Regions from separate parts of the Urocitellus parryii genome. Here region 1 is linked to region 2. The links are chromatin contacts, called in public Hi-C maps. All regions are on one chromosome and are shown on one strand. Each heading gives the region's core, a stretch centred on a gene start, on an enhancer-like site or on the middle of the called end of the contact. The rest is flanking DNA. Distances are from core to core; before and after follow the strand shown.

What was found. A called contact is a pair of places that touch in the nucleus more often than the background predicts.
Region 1: a contact with region 2 is called in a Hi-C map of muscle, with 3 times the contacts expected there. The contact joins the promoter of Mapk14 here to the promoter of Brpf3 in region 2. A contact is called at or near these places in 2 of 2 Hi-C or Micro-C datasets (liver and muscle).

What each region holds. Positions count from the first base shown.
Region 1 is chr8:114,480,690-114,485,605 of mUroPar1.hap1, forward strand. Mapk14 (mitogen-activated protein kinase 14) reads right to left here and starts at 3,293. Exons shown (of 12, transcript XM_026383388.2): 1 at 2,745-3,293. The coding sequence starts at 2,860.
Region 2 is chr8:114,321,791-114,326,743 of mUroPar1.hap1, forward strand. It overlaps Brpf3 (bromodomain and PHD finger containing 3), which reads right to left and starts at 2,315. Exons shown (of 14, transcript XM_077801692.1): 1 at 2,210-2,315.

The DNA.
Region 1 (4,916 bases), core at 2,043-4,542, 160 kb after region 2:
GCTTAAATTTTTTAATATATTAAAGTTATATATCAAATTTCACTATACTTCAGAGCAATAAACTTGAGAAACTGACACATATTTCAATGATGTTGCATTCCTTAAAATAAAATTCAGAGATTCTGGACCTTAGGTCCAGTTCAACAAGTCACACACACACACACACACACACACACACACACACACAAATGTGTCATTGCAATTATAACTCCTATATCATCTAAATCAGTATCACCAACTTGACTGCCTAAACTTTTTTATCAGGTACAGATCCAAATTCCATAGATTATTTGGATTCAATTTGACTTATTTATTTATTTATTCTCTATGTTCAAATATCTGCTCTCAAAGGATGAGGAAAGAGAAAGTCAACACAAACTCCAAATTGGATTCAAAAAGAAGTTTCAAAAAATGTTTTCCAATCATGTATGAAAAGTTGCAAAGTGACAGAAAAACTTCAAATAGCCACAGTACTCTTGAGAGACACTTGTAAATCTAAATTATGGTATTTCCACTCTGAAATCAGTTTAGACTGTTTACAATCAATTGCCATATATAATTTCAATTGTCTTTTCCTCCAATGAGAAAATATTATTGGTTACATCTTAAATCTCTTTAGTAGAAATACTACTACTAGAGCAACAAGAAGCAAACAAATAAACAAACAAAAAAAAACTCTGCCTCCCTAGAAAGACACACAAGAAACATAATAGTGGTTGTCTCTGAGGAAAGGAACAGTGCAGCTGGAGAACAGATTTTCACCAAATATCTTTGAGAATTCTATACAAAGTGAATATGTAAACACCTATTATTAAAACTCCATTTAACAAAAGTACTTTCAATTTGTCAGATGCTGCTGGCTTCTGTATCCACATAAAAAGATAGTTTTAAAGACATACTGAAGGAGTTCATCTTAATGGCATTTTACTGTGAATCCGGACCATCTATTATTCCAGTGCAGAACAACTCACACTAATAGTAGGAAACCCTGCAAAGAATTCTATTAAAATTCATCTGAACTCTCTACAGTTGAGTTACTTGGCTGTATCCCTCCATTAAAGTTCAAACATCATTGGAAACAAAAACCTGATACTGTAAGAATCAATGTATCAATTCAAGAAAAAAAATGGAGGGGCACTAATGAGTTATTAAATATTAAAGGAGGAACACCCAAATACACCTTTGAAAATTAGCAACATCAAATAAATATATGAAAGCAAAATGCCGCAAATTCCTTTAAAATGTAAACTGTCATGTTGCGCAAATAAGTGAGAGATGTCAAGCCTAGTGCCATCTGCAACATAATTTAAGCAGCTTGAACTTGAAAGTGCAATATGATCTGTTGCTGAACACAATTGCACAATCTCAATTACCCAGAAGATTCTACCAAACAGGAAATTCTTGATGTGACTTTGAGAAACACAGAATCAAAGATTAACACATCCAGAGCCTGGAATTTATTCCAAAAAAAAAAAAAACATTTCACAGGCTTCTTTTCAAATAATACATGCACATGTATTACTAAGACATAAAAAGGCTAATTACTAACTTATTACTAAACATAGAAAATTAAATTTGATTCTTAATTTCAGATCAGGAGTTTTCAAATTATAGTAAATCTAAAATACAGTGTATAAAGCCTTAGAAGTTGGAGAGAAGTTAGTAAAATATTTTAAGTCAGGAAATTTTATAGTATGGATTTAATTGAAAACACACTCATGGTGTAAATTAAAGCTGGAAAATCTCGTCTTTTGCTATATGTTCCAGATCCTCATGAAAACCATCGTATACCTCAGGCTGTAGGTGTAGATAAAAGTTCCCTGCAAACTCTCTAAGGGACATTAAAAACACAGTATTCACAGAGATTATCTCAATTAAAAAATATTTACAATACCTCCCTGCACTGTTAACAACTTTTTGATCTTGAGGGTGCCCAACGGATCTGAATCTCTCCTGCTCCACATGAGAAAATTGTTTTGTCAAACAATACTTAAATGAGCAGTGGTATGTGACTAATCAGAGGCTGCCGGTTTCTCAAGCTGCAGTGTTCTTGCAGGCGCTTCCACCCCCTCCATGAAAAGGAAATACGCTTTCAACTGAATCGGAAACACACCACTCAAGCTGGCACAGCGCTCAGCAAGATAAAGTCGGTATTTTAAGCTCTATGGGTCGCTGCTAATGCAAGTGCGAATTCAAAAACGACACTACTCAAAACGGGATTTCGACAGAGGCTTACAGAAAAGCCCAGAGAACCTTTCCTCGCCAGTTTTGTTCAAATGACCGCAGTCCCCGGGTCAGGCTTTGCTCTTTGGCGTCTCCAGGCAGCTCGCTAGGTCCGTCTGCTCCGGGGACAGGCTCTGACGCCCCAGGTGGGCACACCCCGGGACAGGGTCCTTCAGCTCGACCCTGGCAGGAGAACCCCCGGGGGGAATAGGCCTTTCCCGGGTGCCAGCCCTGGGAGTTGGAACCCCCCGAAAAGAGAATGCACAGGGTGTGAGCCAGGGCCGAGTTCCAGCAGCACCACCACCGCCCACAGGGGACCTGCGTCCTGCACACGCGGCTAACCCCCTACCTGCGTGTGCAGGGTGAGGGGTGCAGGACAGACAGGACTCAAGGAGCAGCAATGCCCTCCCCCCAGGAAAATTCCTGCCGCTTGGCGCATCGCTGAGCCATGGGGACAGGCCTGGCCCTCGGGCATGAGAGACCACCAGGTTCTCCTCGGCCCCAAGCCCAGCGACACTCACCACACGGAGCCATAGGCACCGGAGCCCACCGGGGACAGGTTCTGATAACGCTCAGGCACCTCCCAGATTGTCTTGTTCAGCTCCTGCCGATAGAACGTGGGCCTCTCTTGAGACATTTTCCAGCGGCGGCCGCGGGGTGAGGAGGTGGCCCTGCTGGGCCCCCGCCTGCACCCGCACCCTCTCCCCGGCCCTCGTTGCCCGCCCGCGCGGGCGGGGACCCGGCGCTGGCCGCCCGCGCAGGTGTGGCTCGAGACCCCGCAGACTCCCGCGCGCCCGCGCGCGGCCCCTGTCAGCTGCAGCGGCTGGATGCGCCTCAGATACCCAGGCAAGCCCAACTACGGCCAGGAGCACGCTCTGAGGCTCAAAGCTGCGCCTGTTGCAGTCTCGCTGCACCAGCTCCCGGACTAGGCCGACGGCGAGTTGCGCGACTGGTCACCGGTTCCAGCTGCAGCGGCCGCTCAGGCTCCAGTGGTCGCAGTTCCAGAGCCAGCGAACTGGAGCCTCTCGCCGTATTCTCGCGAGAATAGATCCCGGGACTCTCCTCGAGTCGAGATTTTACCCAATATGGAACCTGCCAATGGGAGGGGGTTCCTCGGAGGAAAGACTAGGAGGAGCAATTCTCGCGATAAGAGAGCAACAGCTGGAGACCAGAGCAGGAACTCCCTGGAACTGTTCTTCAGGGCTCCAAAAGCGGACCCGGGAACATAAGCCGCGTGCGCCTCACCGTGGTCGGCGGGGAAATCCCTGGCTCAGTGGCGGAAAGCAGTAGTGACAGTGTTGGGAAGAGCCAAAAGATCTTTGAACTGCGAACAGTCAGTCACCAGCAGACGAGCACCTGATATGCAGAGCCTGCTATTTCTAAGAAATTCTTGCATAAATATGCAGGTTTCGTCCAGAAAGGCTGTTGCATCGCGGTCTGTTCAAGGACATATGGCATACTATATGGAACTCTGTCGAAATCCGTTCAAAAGGCAAATATTAGTCCTTCATCAAAGTTAAGATTTTCCATCCAAACTCTCCTAGTAGTTCTTAAACTTTTACATACACAGTTTGTTTTTTAAAAGCAGATTCCCAGGATCCATCGGAAGTTTAACTGGGTATGTCAGAAGAAGGCATCAAGAATATGCACTTTTATTATATACATCCAGGTGGTTATGATTCAGGAAAATCTCTGCCAACCCTCTTTTAGATGCATTTTAAAATAGAGTTGCTCTGAAGGTTTGAAAGTGACTCTGCCCTGAATAGCCGTCCAATGAAGGGGATTTTAAAGATCTAATTCATACCTCTCAGAACAGGGGAAGGAGTGGTCTTCTGGCGGTGTCACATTTAGGCACACCAGTTGGCCTTTCTTAAACCTTAGTTTTAGCTTCTGCAAGGAAATTTCTGCCCCGTTTTCAACTAATAATGTCGTTTGTCAAGAATATAAATGTGAGCCCGGCATGGTGGCTCATGCTTGTAATTCCAGCAGCTGGGGAAGCTGAGGCAAGAGAATCGCAAGTTCAAGGTCAGCCTCAGCAATTTAGAGAGACCCTAAGCAACTTAGCCAGACCCTGTCTCAAAATTTTAAAAAAGCATAAAAAAAGGTCTGGGGGGTGGTGGCTTAGTGATAAAGCACTCCTGGGCTCAATCCCTAGTGTCAGATAGACAGATATAGATATAGTAGATATAGATTAGATATAGATATAGATAATAGATACGAATAGGTGAGGTATTATAACCCTATACCTACACCCACTACTATAAACCTTTTCCTGTTAAGCTTGTTAAAATGTTAACATGCAGCGTTTACAATTTTCAATGTTAACAAACTTGATGTAGGCATAAGTTTATAATAGTGGGTGAAGGTATGGTACCTTATAATGTTCTCTTAGCTATTTCTAGAAATAACTAGGTCCAAGCCAGAGCGGGTTCCCAGGGGCTCCCGCGGCCTGCTACGGGGAGAGCAGGGTATGGGGAAAGCATCCAAATACCCCTCTCTCCACCAGCTCCCATGCTCCTCTTTCTCGCCCCACTCTTGTCCCCCGCCGGTCCGGAACGCCTGCGGGTTCGGGGGCAACGGCTCGGGAACGGTCAGCGTCCGCGCCGCCAGCCAAGCCAGAGCCCTGTGAGATCCCAGCGTCTGCACTCCGCCCCCGCCGGGGCATCAGGTGAACGGCTGCCTGGAGAAGCCAG
Region 2 (4,953 bases), core at 1,065-3,564:
TAAGGTGCATCCCTAGTCCTTTTTAATTTTATTTTGAGACAGGATCTAAGTTGCCCGGGACTTGCAGTCTCCCTTCCTCAGCCTCCTAAGCAGCTGAGATTAATGGGCATGTGCCTGCATGCCCAGCTCCAGAAGCCCTGTCTCTTGTGTCCAGGGTGAAGGCATCTAAAATGCTTATCACATGTGGTCAAAGGCTTCAAACTACAGTATGCAGGGCATTTCCTGCAAATAGAAGCATCCAGGATAATTGGCTAGTAATATATTTCCAAGCAGAAACCCTGCAAGTTCTGGGAGTAGCACCAAAATATTTTTACAGTTGTAAGTGTCCTGTGTGGGTTCCTCAGTGGAACCAAGACCAAGGTGACTGGGACAATTATCTGAGGTAAATTCCCAGTACTTTGTTACCTCATACTTACATCTAGTCTACCCTTGTGAAACAAAGAGAAAGCTCTAAAGTTTTCCACAACATTCTCAGGATGGAGGGAACTAGGGTAAGTAGTTATCAAAGCCATTACTACCAGAAAGACTTTGGGGATATGGTGTCCCACAGTATGGGCACAGATTTGGAAAGGTATGAACAGAGAAAGAGCTTTCAAGGGGAAAAACCAATTTCATCATCTTGGTTGCAGCACCAACCATCTTTACAAAGTGGGTGGTGATAATAATTTAACACACTTTTACTAATCACAAAACCCGTTTCCTTTTGGTATTGCTCACAACCACCTTGGATGACATAGAGATAGTATTTTTTTCCATCTTGTGCAGCTCAGAAGGGTGTCACTCAACCCAGAGCCAGTAAGGTGGTCTGGTACAAAAAGAGGTTCTGGGGCAATCGAGGTTCTAATCTTGGCCCTATGGGACTCGGAATAAGTCTTCTAACTCCATACTTCATCAGTAATGAGGCTAATAACATCTACCTCTTAAGGGCTGCTGTTTGTTAATAAAGTATTATCAACATCCTTATTCAAAAGGCCTTCTAATCCCAAAGTGACTGAAACAAACAACCTGCCCAAGGAATGGCAGGCACACACCCCATTTGGAAGCTCAAGGAAACAGAATCATCACAGCAATTCTGTCCAGGTTCCAGATACCCTTGGCCACGAGATTCCTTCCAAATACCAAGTTCCCAGAGGCAGGCCAGGCCAGCAGATGTGCTTCATTACCACCACCACCCCCAAGGCAAGGGAGCCCCTAGGAGAGACAGACCTCTACCTCCATAGTTCACAGAGCCCTCCCTTCAGCAAGCCCTGCACAGTCTTCCCACCTGCCACCTCCTCCGCAGCTCAGCAATCTCTCAACCAACCAGCAAGTATCTATGCAGACCTCTTCTGTCCCACCCAAGCCTCTAGACGCCTGGAGGCAAACCCTACAGGAGGAAGGGCTGCAGCTGAGGAAATCGAAATGAGCTTCGCCCACAAGGCGCTGACAGTCGCGTTTTTTTGGCGGGAGTTTTTCAACCTACACAGCTCTTTCCACATACATACCTATAAAATACCCCCCAACATCTCCCCGAGATGTTCTCAGCAGCCCCTGGTCCCCAACTCGCCCACCCCACCCAGATCCCCCACAGAACCAGGAGTTTCTGCAATTAGACGGAATCTCCTGCACTCTACACAAGACACTCCTGAGACGAGGGGAGACCCCAGTCGAGGCTACTGCCCCTTTAAGGGACGCCTCTTTCAGAAGAATCTTGACCCCTCAGAGAAGAATAAAGGAGGGAAATAACATCTCCTCCCCAGAGGGGAGAGAGAGGGCTAGGGCATCAGAGACATACTGATGCGGAGTCCGACCCTCAGAGAAAGCGAGCGCCAGCGAACTAGCGGGGCAGAGAGCCGAGCGCCTATTGGCCGCCTGACCTGCCCGTCAGGGGGAACTGGAGGGCCAAGGGAAGCACAGGGGGCGGAATTCTCCTCTGGTCTGGCCAATTGGAGAGCGTGGCGGAGGCGGGGCTTGGCAGCTTGGCTTCTAGGGCCGGGGGGAGACAAGATGGCGGGTGCGGGAGGGGGTCCTTGCTTTTCAGCTCCCCCACTCGCCCGCCTTCTCCTTCTCCGCCGCCGCCCTCGCTCCAAGGGAGAGCTTTCGCGCCGCCCCCGCCCCGCTTGGGAAGCCTCCCGCTCCCCGGTTTCCACCCCCCCGCGAAGTCCCTGGTCCCCGTAGGCCCTGCTGCTCCCGCCCCCGCTCCGTCCGGCCCCGCTGCCGCCCCCATTACCTCAGCCGCCGGCCCGGCCCCACCGTTCGGGGCCCCTGGGCGCGGGCGGGACGGCTGCCGAGCAGGTCGGCGCGGCCCTGGGAGCGGAGCGCGGCCTCCTCCCGCGCCAGCCTCCGCGGCCTCCGCCGTGCCCCCTCCCGGCGCGCGCTGGGGCCCCGGCCCGGCCGCCGCCACTGCCGCCGCTCCCGGGGGAGGAGGGGGAATGGAGCCGCCGCCGCCGCCGCTGCCGCCACGGAGCCCGGCCGAGGGGAGGGAGGGATCAGCCCCCAGGCAGGATCCGCCCCTCCGGCCTCCCCCCGCCACCTCCACCCCTTCCCTCGCTCCCTCCCTGGCTCCGCGGGCTCTCCCGCTGAACAGGAGCGAGAGCGCGAAAGGGGGAAACGGGAAAAAATCCCCCCGCCCGTGCCCGGCGCGGCTGCGGCCGGGGCTGCGCGGCGAGGAGCGCGGAGCCGCCGCCGCCACGGGGCACCGTCCCCAGCTCGGCCTCACGGTGGCGGTGCGGACGCGGCGGGGGCACCGAACAGAAACCGGGTCTGCGCCCGCCGCAGCCCCGACTCACCCCGGCCCTGCCCGCGGCGGGATGAGCCCGTCCGGAGAGCTGGAGACGTTCGGTCTAGTTGGAAAAGACTAGGGTCCCTAACTCTTTAGAGTCGTCTCCCCCCATTATTGCGGGGGAGGTGACCAAGGTTTGGTATAACAAGCCCCCTCCGAACTGAAGGGCTCTACAAAGGTTAAGCGAGAGCAATTAATAGAGCTGAAACCGGCCTGTAGTTTATTGGGGTGCAGGTGCCAGTACTATTCCCAGAAAGTCGCCCCCTCCCCCAGGTCCTAAGGACAAAGGTCTAGCGATGTCCGTCCCCTCCCCCAGTGAGGACAGCCAGGGAAGACCCGCGTCTGTCGTGTGCAGGTGAGCGCCTTGTACCACACAAGACATTCTTTTTAAGAAACAGATCTGACTTTTCGTTATGTGCTATCCTTTCCCTTTTGTATTTAAAAAGAGTAAACATAAAAGTTTTGACAGTCTACTTAGGGACGTCTGGTAACTGGTTTGTCACTGTAGGCATGGGAAACACTTTCTCCTTAAGTCTGAGTTGGCTAGGAATGGGTTAATTTAATATACTAGGGGCTTTCTAAAAGATGCCTGACAAAGAGCAACTTCAAACTCAGATGTAATCAAACTGGCTTTTGATTTGATTTATAAAAAATAAACTTTAAAAGGGCTTTTTTGCCACCTCCTTTTGCATATAAATTGGAAAGCTTACCTTCACATGACTGAAGTCTTAAGCACCAATATTTAATGATGTTTATAAAGGATACATGGATAAGCTGCCTTCAAATGTGAAGATGAATGACATATTTTGAAAGCATCTCATCTTCTCTGACCGAACTGATGTAGCTTTTGAGATTTCACCATTTCTTGCTGGGTTCTGATGATCCAGAACATGGGTTCTAGAGTCAGAAGGATAAAGGATAAAGTCTTAGGATCCAAGTCTTCCAGATGTTTAAATTGGATGTACTGCTGCTTTTGAAGTATGTATATTTATTAGCCTAAGAATTTAGATATAAATCATTTTAAGTTTAAAAGTTTGATTAAAGCAAGGAAGTTAATTTGCATTACAAAGGTGTTTTCTGAGTAGATGGTAGCATCTTTTGGCACAGAGTAGTGCAAAAAATACTTCTGTTAACCAATTTTTTAAAAGAAAGAGAAGTGGCTTGTGGTGCTAAGCAAGGGCAGGGCAATGTTTTGAAAGCTGTGAAGATGAAATAGTATGAATTACTGTCAAGTGTTTTAAAGCTAGGGGGAATAATCAACCAGAGAGAAGGTGTGGAAGAAAGATGATTAATTGTGGAAGGGAAGCCCCAGAGGCAAGAGAATATTGCAATTACTTTTAGTTAAGGAAAAAAAAAAAATCTGAAGACCAACAGGAACAAGAATACTGAATTTCATTTCTTGATCTTTTAAAATACGAAATATAATAACCATTTACACATATGAATAGTGACTTATTTCCTGAAGAAAGTTCTCAAAATTTATATAGCACCATTCCCAATTGTGTGATTGGGAGCTGACTTTTCCCACTAAAATAAATGAATAAATACCTTGAGAAACTGCTATGGTTTACGTTGGTTATAAAATAATGATTTAAACTTTTTTTTAAGTGGTTGAAGGACCTTTATTTTTTATTTATTCATTTATATGTGGTGCTGAGAATCAAACCCAGTGCCTCATGCACGCTAGGGAAGCACTCTACCACTGAGCTACAATCCTAACCCCTGTGATTTAAATGTTGATGAAAATATGTTGTCTACCTAGTTCATGTAATCTCCAGGTTTTTGTGTACAACACTTTTATGTTAAGACCTTATTCACCCCAAGTGTTTCTCTTCCATTTTCAACTTCCACTTTTTTAGTGGTAATATTGCAGTTATTCTTATTTACATTTTTGACATTTGGAATTGGCTTTTGTTAGTGTAACTACGCACATAACTAGTTAACTGTGGTGTAATCTTAAATGTAACATGGAACAATTACATCATTAAAAACAAATTTGGAACATGTATCAAAAATCCCAGAGGCACTACATGTAATTCACTTTAATCTTTAGCTATTTTAAACAGTTTAAATTCACCAGCTCCTGGCCTTTCCATGAAACCATACAACCATTAAGTTCAACCAACAGGGGCATGAGCCTTTGATTCCAAATAGTTGTTTTAAGAAAAAAAGAAATCCTCCGTCTCTAGAAA